Regions from separate parts of the Sus scrofa genome. Here regions 2 and 3 are each linked to region 1. The links are chromatin contacts, called in public HiChIP or PLAC-seq maps. All regions are on one chromosome and are shown on one strand. Each heading gives the region's core, a stretch centred on a gene start, on an enhancer-like site or on the middle of the called end of the contact. The rest is flanking DNA. Distances are from core to core; before and after follow the strand shown.

Region 1 (4,199 bases), core at 1,263-3,762:
GGGGGCCCAGAAAGAATTTCCTTGTTTTAAGATGGCAGAAATTAGATCATGTTGACTAACAGGGGAGTACGAGAGGCTGAAAAAGAGAAAAAAGTAGTACATAATCACAAACCCTAGAATGTTAAAACGAGCAGACCCCTCGTACAATCCTTCTGTTATACATATGAGGGGAAATAAAGCCCAGGATAGGCCACACAAGTGAATGAGAAAGGGTCAGAAAAGCAACTCAAGGCTACATGAAGGCTATAATATGTTTTGTTTTTAAATTGTTTTTTTCTTTTCTTATATATGTTCACTGTGAAAAATCAGAAAAGCATAAGGAAAATACAATCATGTATAATCTTATTATTGAGAAGTAATTTCTATCAACAGTTTGGGGCAGTTCCTGTCAGTTGCCAAGAATCTTTTTTTAAAAAAATGTCCTGTCTACTTAGCCTGTGTGGTACTAACAACAAAAGAATAAGGCATTATGGCCTAATATCTTAAACCAAGTTAAACCCATCGATGATAAGACAGGGATTAAATTTTCTCTTTATAAGTAGTACAGTATATTTTGTTTTCCCAAGACTGGTAGATAAATAGTAAAAATGATTCCCCACTTTGAGTGCAAGTAAGTTATTTCAGTCAAGAGGTGCTGTTGAGTTGATTAACAGCTATCACATTATCAACAGGGTAGACAAATGAGATTCACCAGGAATATAATTAGCCTATGTCAGTGCAATGACTAGCTATGTGCAATGGAAACCATCAATAAAATTGAGACTCTGGATTTGACATTCTTTTACAAGTTCTGTGTACATGTGTGTTCAAGCTGTTATAAATCCAAGAGATGAACCAACACCGTTAGCAAGCACCAGATGGAGCTGCTGTCTAAGCCACAAAGCCTCAACCATGAGGGCTGCATTTTTTCAATACTAATTATGTTTGGAGACAAAGATGTGCAGTTAAAGACACTGTCAAAACTATTTTAACTCATAACAGGCTCTTAGAAAGAGAAGTTGTACCAGTTGTAGCTCTGTCTAAAAAGCAATCCTTGGGCTTTAATGCCTTTGTGCAATGACTTTAACGGCAATCAATAACTAGCAGCTTTGCCTGCTCAACACTGACACCTCCAAAATGGGAAACTCCAGTCACCAGAGTTGTGCTTGAGAAATAAAAAAATGTGTCTCCTGAGGCACTTAAGCAAGGATATATGACAGTCTACTCTGGCCTCTTCTATTTATTTGCTAAAACAGGTCTGCTGTGGAGCATCAAAATAGAATCTTTGATAAGAAAAACTCATTTGCCTTCACATTCCTTATTATCTCAAAGCAAATCCTGCAAATGAAATGGTCAAAGGGAGAGTTTAATGGCTGAAGCTGCCCCTAGGAACCAGCTGGGATTCCATGATCTAAAATCCGATTTCATATTTGACAATTTTCAAGACCAAAGCCCTTTGGGCTATAGATGCAGCTATTCAAGAGTAGTCTATTTCATGTCAAGTCATGACAGCATTTTAAGACTCTATTACTGTTTTTTACTTTCTCTACCACTATACAGACAATGACAATAATTAGTTTGCTTCTAGTTGAACAGTTTCAAGCAGATTTGATATAAAACAACCAAATCCACATAGGATTTCAATCTTGGCATAAACAGGCCCACAGAAGTAGCTAGAACTTCTCAAGCTAGATACAATTTCCAAGTCAGTGAAGAAGATGAGAGTGGGTAGGTGGTATATTAAGCACCACATACGAAGCATTTCCTAAAGCACCCGTGGAGAAACTGTTAATAAGCGAGGATGGGGAATGGATTGCTCAGCTCCTTTCCCAATCTTGTGACTCCCGGAGGCCATTATCTCTCTTCACAAAATCTGTCATACCGCCAAAGAGGTAGAATCAAGAATTCTCACTGCTGTACAAGGGCTTTTAAGGATACTCTTCACTGAGAAACTATCGCCTATATGTCATCCAGCACATTATTCTACCTCTGGGCTACTGAAGTAAAATTTATAAGCCAAGATTCTCATTAGGCTTTTGTAATGGAATGTGTGGGTCACTTAAAGAAAAAAAGGAAAGGAAAATGTGACAAGTATCCCTGCGTCATTGTTCCCAACCTTTCCTCCTTCCACAGTGAAAAATGCTGACCTGATACCTCAACCAGCTGCCAAACCCTTCAGTACATGACTAAAAGGGTGGGGAGAGGAAGTGAAAGCAAAGCTGCAGGAAAAGGCTTTGTAGGAGATAAAACACAGCTTTAAGTTGGTACACAAATGGAAATTCCATGCGTAAAAGGAACTTTCTTAGTTTGACATCTGACCACATCTCCCAAAAAAATCAGTTTCTTGCTATGCCAAGAATAGGCAAAATCTTAAGATATAGGGTTCTACCTAAAGAAGAAACCAAGGTTAAACCTGCTTAATTTTGAAAACTTAACTAAAGCACTGCTGAAAGGAAGAAGCCCATCCACTTCCAGTTGTTTTAACCACAAGTTTTTTTTCCCAACAATTTACTGTTCCTGTCACATGGTAGTCATTCCAGGATAGGAATTGTGCAACTGCAGATGCACCACTGTAAAGAGGCACTGCTTGGGTTCCAACTCATTTTTTGAGTTGAAACTCTTTGATGAACCAGTTAAGTAATAATTATTATTACTATAAACTAGGTAACAACTAGTGATAAGATTATATGTTGCAAAACTAAGTTTAAAACCTTATCTAAAAACAGCCAAGGACTCCTGTTTTACAATTTTAATCCTGTTCACAAACTATGCCCTCTGTTTGGAATGTATATTTCTAGTACAGTTCCATTTGACAATACCCTGTTTACCCTTCAAACCAGTTAAAAATTTATCTGTGATGAAGCTTTACCTCATTCCCTAAATATCTTTATTAGAAGACCATGCTGTGCTGTAATTATATAAGTCTCTAGAAGGCAGGGCTGTGTCTTTTCCACCTCTATATCTCTTGGATTGCTTAGAATATACTCGACACTAAACAAGTGCTTCCTGAATAATAATAATTTTAGCTAGTATGATGTACACACTATTATTAGTCTCTTTTTGCTGATGAAGAAACTGAGACTTGCCCAAGGTCACACAGGTAACATGGCAGAGCCAGGACGCATGACTGCACACATGCGTAAATGGTACAGTTCAGCTATTCATGGCATCTGGAAGCTGCTTTAGACTTAAGCATGGTGGTACTTGAGAAACAGTTCACTCAGCAGCAGCAGCACTGCTTACCACAGTGGAATTCCATCTTGAACAAAGAGGTGTTAGAAGCAGGCATGCCCACACTTCCCTAGCTCACCTCTGAGGTGGCAGGGTCCATGTGCTCAGTGCAGAGCAAGCTAAGAGTAAACTAACAGGCACACAATTAGCTAGTTGGGCTCTTCCAAAGCTGTGGGGTTGTGTGTGTGTGTGTGTGTGTGTGTGTGTGTGTGTGTTTCAGAGTATTGAAGGAGTGAATATTGTGAGGCAAATTAAGTATGGTCTTTCATCCAGTCTAGCCTGAGTCAGGAGCCACCTTTATTTGGAGGGGCCTGTGAAGTGGCTGGTTGAGAGCGAATGGTAAGAAGTTGTCTTGCTGTGTTTTTCTCCACCGTCTTCAACTGCCAAGTGAAGAAAGCTGGACTTCATGCTAATTGAGATGTGAAAAAAATAGGTGGTCTCTGGTTTGAAAGAAGGGAACAAGCAAGAGGGGACATGAGGGCACTGCAAGATTCAATGGGAAGAGAAAGAAGAAAAAGGAGGAGGGAAAAGAAGTTGGGAAGGAAAAAGAAGTAAGAAACAGCTGATAATAATGAAAGAAACCCCATTTGAATGTTTACAGTAGCATAACCAGAGGAAGTGATAATGCTCTTTGTTTCCACTCTTATCCATTTCTGGAGGCTTTAATATCTTGCATGACTTGTACATTTGGTAAGAGGCATGATTTTTCCTTCCCCAGCTACAGAACAGAGGGAACAATACATTCTATAAGACAGTTATAACAGACTTTTAAAGGGAAAATGTACTTCTAAATTAATGAAAGTCTGAATTATACAATACTTTAAAGAAATATAGATTTACTGCTTTCGAAGAGATACCATGATAAATTAGTATAACAGTCTTTCCTGGTCGAGGAATTTGGAGGATGTTCTAATAAATAAATAAGAATTATTTTAAAAATGGTTATAAATAAATAATGGTTTAAAAATACATTAAGAGTGTCTTTCAAC
Region 2 (4,199 bases), core at 629-3,128, 370 kb after region 1:
CTTTACCCGGAGTCTGGCAGAGCTTGGGCTCCTCATGCAGACTCTGCCCCAGGGAAGGGCCAACAATTGTCAAGCAGTCAAGATGAGCCAGACACGGGGCTAAGCCCTTTACTTATTGAATCCTCAGCAACTAATGAGAAGGATGCGATTATCACCATAAACTTCCCTCTTGTTTTAGGAATGAGGAGCCAGACACCAGAGAGGTTAAGCAACTTGCTCAAGGTGGCACATCCAGCAAACAGCAGTGGGATATGAACCTCAAAGACCTGAGTTCTTTATGTTGTCCTGTGTCCCTTCCTCTTTCTGTTCCTCATGTAGAACAGGCAGAAAACCACCTGGGTCTCATGCTGCCAGCGGCATAGGGAAGAACAAAGATTTTAGAAGACAGGGCTTGAGAAAGTGTCTTCCTCACTGTCAGGGAGGAACCGGGGGCACTGGGAGGCTGCAGCCCCAGAAGACCTGCTTGGATGGAATGTGTGGAGGCAGATGATCTGCTGCGTCTCCCCCAGCAAAGAGGAAGAGGAGGAGGAGAATGAGGACAAGGCTTTAGGGGTGGGGATTAGGGCATTAGCTGAGCAGTGCGGGTGGGTGGAGGGCAGCTGCCCAGGCCTGAGGGAGCCGGCTCACACCTACCACTTGTGGAGGATTTAGCTGGAAGGGGAGGAAGGAAGAGGGGAGCGGGGGAACAGAGCTAGGAGGGAGCTTTTGCTGCAGAGGAGACAGGGCATGCTTGGGCCAGAACAGAAGCATCTGGAGGGGGAAAGGGGACAACCACCTCATCTCCCAGTTCCATAGTCCCCTGCAGTACTGGTGTCCTGCCCATTTTACAGAGGAGGAAACAGAGGCTCAGAGAAGCAAAGCCACCGATGGGTCTCCCCGCAGGGGGTGATGGGCCTGGAGTTCACACAGGACAGAGCTGGCCATGGCTCCCTGCCGGCATGCCAGCATCTCTTTGGGATGCATGGATGGCTGCCTTGCTCTTGGATATTGTCATATTGTTTTCCAGAGTTGGGCACTGAGCCATCTTTGGAAGTCTCAGGAGCTCCCCAAGCAGGAGGGGAGCCTGAGGGCTGCGATCATCACAGCCTCACAGGTGACCAGTATCCTATCCCACAGCCCCTTCCTTCCCCCAGAGGAACAGCCTGGCTTAAGTTCAGGAACTTCCTACCAGTCACTGCTGTGGCCAAGATGACAAACTGCTTCTTGAGGTGGTGAGCTCCCCATTCCTCAGGGTGTGCAAGCAGGGGCTGGATGTTGTCTGGGCCTGGGCTATGATAGTTGGGCTCGTTGGCTGCATGTAAGTTGTCCTGACCTTCCTCCCATGTCCTTCCCATCTCTTAGGGAAGTCCCAAACCTAAGTGGAAAGGTAGAATTTCTAAGTAGGCCAGATGACAGAAGTGTGCTTGGGGTGGGGGCAGTGTCCTCCCAGAGCCCCTCCAACTTCCCTGTGTAGGAGCCGCCTCCTCTGCTTCTGCATATGCTTGTCCTGCCTCCAGCTTCCCTGGACATGGGGGACAGATCTCGTAGAAACAACTAATACCCCTGTGAGAGCCCATGGCTGCTGCCCAGAGCAAGAGGGGGAAAGGCAGAGGCCAGGACCAAAGGGCTGGAGCACAGAGCTGGCCTTCCCAAGCCACGCTGCATAGCCAGAGCCACCTGAGCTCAACTCTGAACTGCCTCATGCCTAGCGGGTCTCCCTGGGAAGCCGCTAATCCCATCTCACGCCTCCTGTCTCCTGAGGGGCAGCTTCCGGAGGCTCAGCACGTCCCAAGCAGGAGACATTTGGGGCGCTTCCCGACTTCGCTGACAGTGTCTGAGCAGCTGTGTGACTCTCCTTCCAAGCCCTCACTTCCACAGATGCCAGCTTGCAGGGCCAACTGGTGGTTACCCGGCAACGCGGCAAATATTTGGGCCAGCCAGGCTGGTCTGTGCCCCCGATCCTGGGTTTAGTGAGACTTTAGAAGGCAGGCAACCCCATGGGCTGTGCCTATTTTTTAAAAAGTATCTGGGCACTGAGTAAAAATAACTCCACTTGGCAAAAACATTTCTGCTGACCCCTTCTCCAGGGCTTTCCATCTGGGGACCTGGGCGGGTAAGTGAGAGGATGGGCCAAGATAAGGAAGGGGTGGTGAGAAGGCAGCATGCTGCCGTGGAAAAAGGAAGCAAGGACTGGGGTCAGAAGGCCTGGGTTTAAACTTGGCTCCCAAAACTTCAGCAGGTGGGAAGGAGTAAGCGCCCTTCCTCTCAGATCTGCTCTGCAGGCAAGATGACAGAAGTGTGCTTGGGGTGTGGGCAGTGTCCTCCCAGAGCCCCTCCAACTTCCCTGTGTAGGAGCCGCCTCCTCTGCTTCTGCATATGCTCTGCCCCCAGGCCTCCTCACTCAGTCCCTGGCCTGCCTCAGCTAGACCTGGCTCCTCCCAGGGGGTCTCATGTGTGCCCCTGCTCAGGCACCCCATCTCTCTCCTGGTGCCTCGCTGGTCCTCTGGGCCCCTCCAATTCAGCCTCCACCCAGGAGCCGGAGACTTGCACTAAAATGATAATGTGATTCCTTCCTACGCTCCTGCCTGCACTTTGCCTGCAAGCCCTTTAGCTGGGCACCCCTGCCTTGCCCAGCCCCGCTGCCTCCCCTCCCTGGTCCTGCAAAGCCTTTGCAATGGCTATTTGCAAAGCATGTCTGAACCAGGCTTCCTCAGGCCTCCAGGCCCTGGTTGAGGCTGGTTCCTGGGCACCACCCACCCAGTGGCCTCCTGGCTAACCCAGCACCTTTTTTTTTTTTTTTTAATCCAATGACTTTTATTATATTTATGGTTGTACAGCCATCACCACAACCTGATTTTAGACCATTTCCATCCCCAACCACCGAGCCCATCCCTGCCGCCACCCCAACCTGTTCCCTCTGGTAACCCTAAGTATTTCAAAGTCTGTGAGTCTATTTCCAGCCCTTTCTTGAGGATGTACGATCGGGCTAGCTCCAGTGGAATTTCTGGCCTAATGCCTGTCAGTACACTCCTAAGCGGTGATTTTTTTTTTGTCTTTTACTGACCTGTCCCACACCATCTCTGTGTCCCTCCTGCCCTGCCCTGGTCCCATCCACACTTCATGGGTAGCATCTTGGGGCATGGACTTGGCAGAACCAAGGTGGGGACCTTGGGTAGGGTCCCTGCTGGCTCGCAAAGCATCTTTGAGGGATTTAGAAAGAAAACTTCCTTCCTCAGGAGGACACAGCCCCAAGCCAGGCTCGACAAGTAGAACACAGGCTGGATTTCAGTCCCTCCTCCTCCCCAGCCAGGCACTGTCACCCAGGACTCCACATCCCCCAGGGCTGGCACTGCATCCAGCACAGCGAAGGCACTCCGAGAGAAAGCAAGCTGAGTTGAGTTGAGCTGGAGGGCGCCGTGTCCCTCCCAGGGGGCCCTGGGTCTCTGGCCTTCTGCCCTGGGCTGATCACAGCTCCCACAGGGGGTTATGTTTTCTTCTTGTTCGTGGATGCTTTCTGCTGTGCCTGCTGCCATGATCCTCTTCCCTGGGTGGGGCTCCCAACCCTGGCATTTGACCAGAGTCTCCCTGGAGCTCTGTCCATTTTTGTAGTTGCTCATTTTCATAGATTGAATTGATTTCCTTCCTCCTCTTGGTGAGATTGTACAAACAAAAACCACGGTTGTAATTGACAGGCTGGGTATTTAGAACACAGAGGGCACTGGGAATGTGAGGCTGGACCTCGGAGCAGGGAAAGGCAGACCCTGGGGCCCAGCCACTGAGGCCGAGGTGCTGCCTGGAGGCAGAGGGGCCTGCAGAGGGCCCTGAGGGGACCCCTCAGCCTCCCCTACCCCCATCTTTCCCTGTCACAGGCTACAGCCCCTTCAGGGCCATTTCCTGAGATGAGGCAGTGACTCTGGGAGCAGATGCCCGGCTCACTGGGGCAGGAAGAAGGAACACAAACCTCCTCTTTAATCCTTGAGCATCTGAGAAGGAATAGGAGAGCCCTGCAATGGCTCCCAAAGAGAAAGAGGCTGAGTCCCCACTGTGGCCCACACGGTCTTATTGATCTGGTCCCCTCCCCTCCCTGCCCTCATGTATTCCATTCTCCCCCTCAACTCCCCCTGCCTCCACCGAGCTGGCCCCTTGACATCTCTCTGACATGCCGGACACACTCCTACCCCAGGGCCTTTGCACTTACTGTTTTAGCTCGGGACCTGCAG
Region 3 (4,199 bases), core at 1,109-3,608, 300 kb after region 1:
GTGGCTAAACTGAGCAGGAGCCTTGCAAGCCCACCTCTGGGCAGCATGGTGAGCCCCTTGGGCAAGTGTCTGTAGTTGGTCTTCATGGTCTCAGGGTCCTGCTTCGCCCTCTCTGCTCCCATGTCCACAGGTGGGAGAACCAGAGAAACACAGTGGCTTCTGCATCTTCATCAGACCATGTTCCAGAAACTCAGGGCACTCATGCTGGAGAAAGGTGAGGGGAAAAAGGACGTAAACCAGGCTAGGGTGGAGTTCCCTTGTGGCACAGCAGGGTAAGGAACTGGCGTTGTCACTACAGCAGGTTTGGGTGGCTGTGGTGACAAAGTTTTGGTCCCTTCCACAGGCTTTGGGCATGGCCCCAAACGAACAAACAAAAAAAACAGGCTGGCATGGTCTGCAGGGCCTGTGGGGTCAAAGGGCATGTCCATGGAGAACAGACGGGTAGACCAAGGCTCAGAGGCCAAGCTTGCTTGGGGTTGCATGGAAGTAGATAGGTGGCTGGGCCATACCTGCAACCAGCACCATATCTTCTTTCTGCCGCCTGCCCTTCTAGAACAGACCATACAGCAGACCATACAGCTGCTATTTCAAAATGCAATTGTTTCTGTCTTCTGATTCTAACTCTCTCCCAGGACAGCCCTTCAGAAATTGAAAGTCAATGCACCTGTCCCCCAGAGCTGTCGGCAGCCAGGATAAACATCCTGTTTCTTCAACCATTTTCTTCCCCACTAGGGTTGCTAGGTTCAGAGGAAAAATATTACTTAATGCGTACAGGACATTCAGTTGAAGTTAAACTTCTGATAAACAAGGAATACTTTTTTAATATGAGTACATCCTATGAAATGCTGAGGACAAGCTTATACTAAGAATGATTTGCTGTTTCTTTGAGATTCAAATTTGACTGGGTATCTTGTATTTTATCTAGTACACCCTACCCACCCACGACCCCATCCTGGCCAGCCTTCTCTGGGGAGGGCTGGTGAAGTTTTGAGAACACAGAAGGTCTCGCCTTGGTTCAGGGTGTCTTTAACCGGCACCCCCTAACCACTGCACTGCCCTGCATCCACCCTCGCTGGCTGCAGGCTCCCTCCCTTAGGCCTGTGGGTGGTCTCTGATGGAGGAAGGGGCAGTATTTATTGTCTGTGCTGGAGGTCAGGCTCCATGCATGCGCCTGCCCTCTTGACCCCCTGTTCGTGTTATTCATTCCTGCCACTCAGCCACTTTGTTGCTGAGCACCTAGAACGCAGTTTATTCTTCTCTTCCCAGCAAAGTGGGGGTTCTGGGAAGAGAGCCAAGGATTTGAGAAGAGCCACTGGGAGTTCCCCCTGCCCGCTGGCCTCCCTGTGGCCAGTCTCACACCTGCAGAATGGGCGGGACCTGCTCCTGGCCAGAGGCAGTGGCTCCTAGACTCTTGCAGAAGTGCTCTGCAGAAGAAGGAAGTGATCTGAAGTCCCAGCCTTGGCCCCCATGGGCATATATTCGGTGCCCGCACTGTGCCAGCAGAAAGCTGTCAGCACTCCATCCACACCAGGGCTAGAGACGAGACGGGACTCTCCTCCTCCTGCCTCCTGCCCCTCTGTAAGGACTGGGGCCCGAGGGGCACACATATCACGTCCAGCTCCCAGAAGCCAGTCCAAGGACAGACCTCTCCCAGACAGACTCCTGTGTCCACTGTGCCTGGTCCTGTGTTCCATCCCCTGACACCCACCGAATGAAGGATTCTGTGAAAGTGGTTTGTCAGGAAGTTTTCAAAGGAGACAAGTGCAGCAGAGGAGTAGGGAGGAGACAGGGAAGCAAAGAAAAGGAAGCCAGGCAGGACTGGGGATTCAAGGGAAGCCACACAGAGGGTGGCTTCAGCTTAACCCCATGGGAAACTTCTGGAAACACCTCAGAGTTGTCCCAATGGGGGGGGGCAAAGAAATCTGGGGTATTGGTACCTCTGCACTGCCAGTTCCTGGGGGACCGAAATTTCCAGGCCCTTCCTGTACTGAGTAGTTGCAGACAGAGTGGCCCTGACAGCTGGCGGCGGTTCTCTAACAGACAAAGGCAGGGAAGTCTGAGGGAAGGTGAGGGGGCTGTGCTGGGTGTGGGTTGGGGGAGCGGGGAGGGGCGGGTTGAGGAGGGCTTGCCTTTGGGAGACACCCCCCCTCAAAGCACACCTCTGAACCCGCCTCCCTCAGAAAAAAGCTTCCCTAAAATAGCAAGAAACACACCACTCTCCCGCCCCACCCCTGCAGTCTCCAGTTCCAAAGCTATTACTCTAATAACAATAAGCCCATTGTGCACACTTCCTGACTAATCCTCTCCGTGTGGCCCAGAGGAGAGAGGGCCAGGGACCCAAGGCCCATCTTAGGCCAAGAATTAAGTCTGCGCCATCAGGCTGGGTCAGGTGTTGGAAAGACCCTGGCTCCCAGGCCCCGCGCTGCTGCCCCACCCCCTCTAGCGCATCTGGCTTCCTTCCTGCTCCTTCACAGCCACTGCCTGGTTCTGGCTAGAGTTGCCGAATGCTAAGGACCTGCCCAGTACTGCCTGAGTGCCCACTGTGTGCAAGATCCCCCGCACTAGGCCTTTGCATTATTCATTTCATTTCCCCTCACGCCTAGCCCCGCAACATAACTGCTAGAGTCCATTCATTCAGATAACGAAGCTGAGGCTCAGAGAAACTCAGTGGCTGATCTGAACGGACACAGCTGCCAAGTCACCAAGCTAGGGCTGGATAGGCCAGGCCTTGTCTGTACTTTGGCACCCGCAAAGCAAGGCACACCCTAAATGAGAAGTTTTGGGAAAACGATCCATTTTTAAAAATCATTGTAGAGTCATAATGGAAAAACTCAGACCGGTGTAGGACTTTCTTACTCTTATTTTGTGATTTAGGATTAGCTTTATTTTATTTTGTACATAGTTAATGGGGGGCAGCTTATTCTTTTCCAGGCTTAGAACCCCTAAATAAACGTCTTCCGCTGACCCTGCCCAGCACCCGCTCACAGGCCCTGCAGGGAGAAGCTGTTTGCCGGGCTCTATGGCCCCTTGGTTAACAAAGATGCACAGTGCACTCTGTCTGCCAGGCCCTGTGCACCATGCAGCGGATACAGATGTTCTACTTCCATACCTGCTCTTGGGGAGCAGCTACACTTACTGCCAAGCTTTGCAAACTGTGCACTCACTTCCAGGTTCCAGAGGCCAACTTCCTCTCCACCTCTTCCAACACGTAGCCACTCCATGACCGGATCCTGTCTCCTCTGAACACACATGGCACCCCGCCAGGACTCCAGAGGCTGCTGACGCCCTCTGCTAAGTGTGACGGCAGTTACTTCAAGCTCTCCAGGTAGGAATCAGTCTCCTTGCCTAGCACCCAGGTCCACATACATGGCAGCCAGTCAGGAAATGCTGGTTCGAGTTTTCTGAATTGAATTGACTTCAGTCATTACAGAGCCACAGAGGGTCATATTTTTCTAAGGGGAGGGGGGTGGTTCCCTGACTGGATTCCAATTGGCTTCTTAGCATCCTGCTTCCTTCTTAAGCGTGTGTCCCATTCCTCCTCCCATCCCCCACCCACCCCCTGCCTTCCTACCTAGTTCCCAAGCTCCCCTTTTGGGCCCCCACTAGTCTCCTTTCTGTTAGGACATGGTTTCTCCAGCCTCCCCGTCCCTGCCTGACACCCCATCCCCCTTCTATGACCCACAAGGGGAAAGGATATGGGCTTTGGAGTCTGGCAGACCAGGTTCAAATCTAAGGCCCTTTCCCTTACAATCTGGACAAGTCAGACAAGGAATTCCCCTCCCTAAGCCTCAGTTTCCCTATCTGTAAAATAGGAGAATGGCTTCTTGGGATTATTAGAACAGAATGATACATAGAAGTTGCCTGGCACATAATTAAAGTATCTTATTACTTCCTTCCTTTCTTCTATTTGTTCTATTAATGCTTATGAAGCACTTGCTTTCTACTAGAGACAGTATAAGGAAAACATGGTATCTGCGCTTAAGATCTCTAGAAGGGGAGAGAGAAAAATGAACAGAACTGCATGCTCTGGAATAGAGAGGAAGGTCCCCAGCCAGCTCTGAAAGTTTTTCTGAGGAGGTGGGGCCTGGGGAGTTATGACTAGCCAGGATTCTCCAGGTGAGATTGGGGTGGTAGCCAGCAGGAGGTTTCCAAGTCAGAGAATGAAGCTCAAGTTTCAGGACATCTTCCAAGATCCTGTA

Evidence for each region. HiChIP or PLAC-seq counts read pairs in DNA pulled down with a chosen protein or histone mark.
Region 2: an H3K27ac HiChIP or PLAC-seq map of skeletal muscle shows a contact between it and region 1. The contact joins two enhancer-like sites. A contact is called at or near these places in 2 of 2 datasets of contacts at active chromatin or transcription factors (alveolar macrophages and skeletal muscle).
Region 3: an H3K27ac HiChIP or PLAC-seq map of skeletal muscle shows a contact between it and region 1. The contact joins two enhancer-like sites. A contact is called at or near these places in 3 of 47 Hi-C or Micro-C datasets (adipose tissue and liver) and 2 of 2 datasets of contacts at active chromatin or transcription factors (alveolar macrophages and skeletal muscle).

The regions. Positions count from the first base shown.
Region 1 is chr7:57,284,954-57,289,152 of Sscrofa11.1, forward strand. The region is part of intron 2 of PEAK1 (pseudopodium enriched atypical kinase 1); the gene reads right to left. Among named protein-coding and RNA genes, the nearest start is that of TSPAN3, 100 kb to the left of the region's middle. Within about 2 kb of position 2,513, at least 28 of the 83 cell types and tissues checked have an H3K27ac peak or open chromatin away from gene starts, as enhancers often do. A contact at or near this core is called in adipose tissue and skeletal muscle, where this site is marked.
Region 2 is chr7:57,652,678-57,656,876 of Sscrofa11.1, forward strand. No RefSeq gene overlaps it. Among named protein-coding and RNA genes, the nearest start is that of HMG20A, 150 kb to the left of the region's middle. Within about 2 kb of position 1,879, at least 11 of the 83 cell types and tissues checked have an H3K27ac peak or open chromatin away from gene starts, as enhancers often do. A contact at or near this core is called in skeletal muscle, where this site is marked.
Region 3 is chr7:57,588,058-57,592,256 of Sscrofa11.1, forward strand. No RefSeq gene overlaps it. Among named protein-coding and RNA genes, the nearest start is that of HMG20A, 86 kb to the left of the region's middle. Within about 2 kb of position 2,359, at least 36 of the 83 cell types and tissues checked have an H3K27ac peak or open chromatin away from gene starts, as enhancers often do. A contact at or near this core is called in adipose tissue and skeletal muscle, where this site is marked.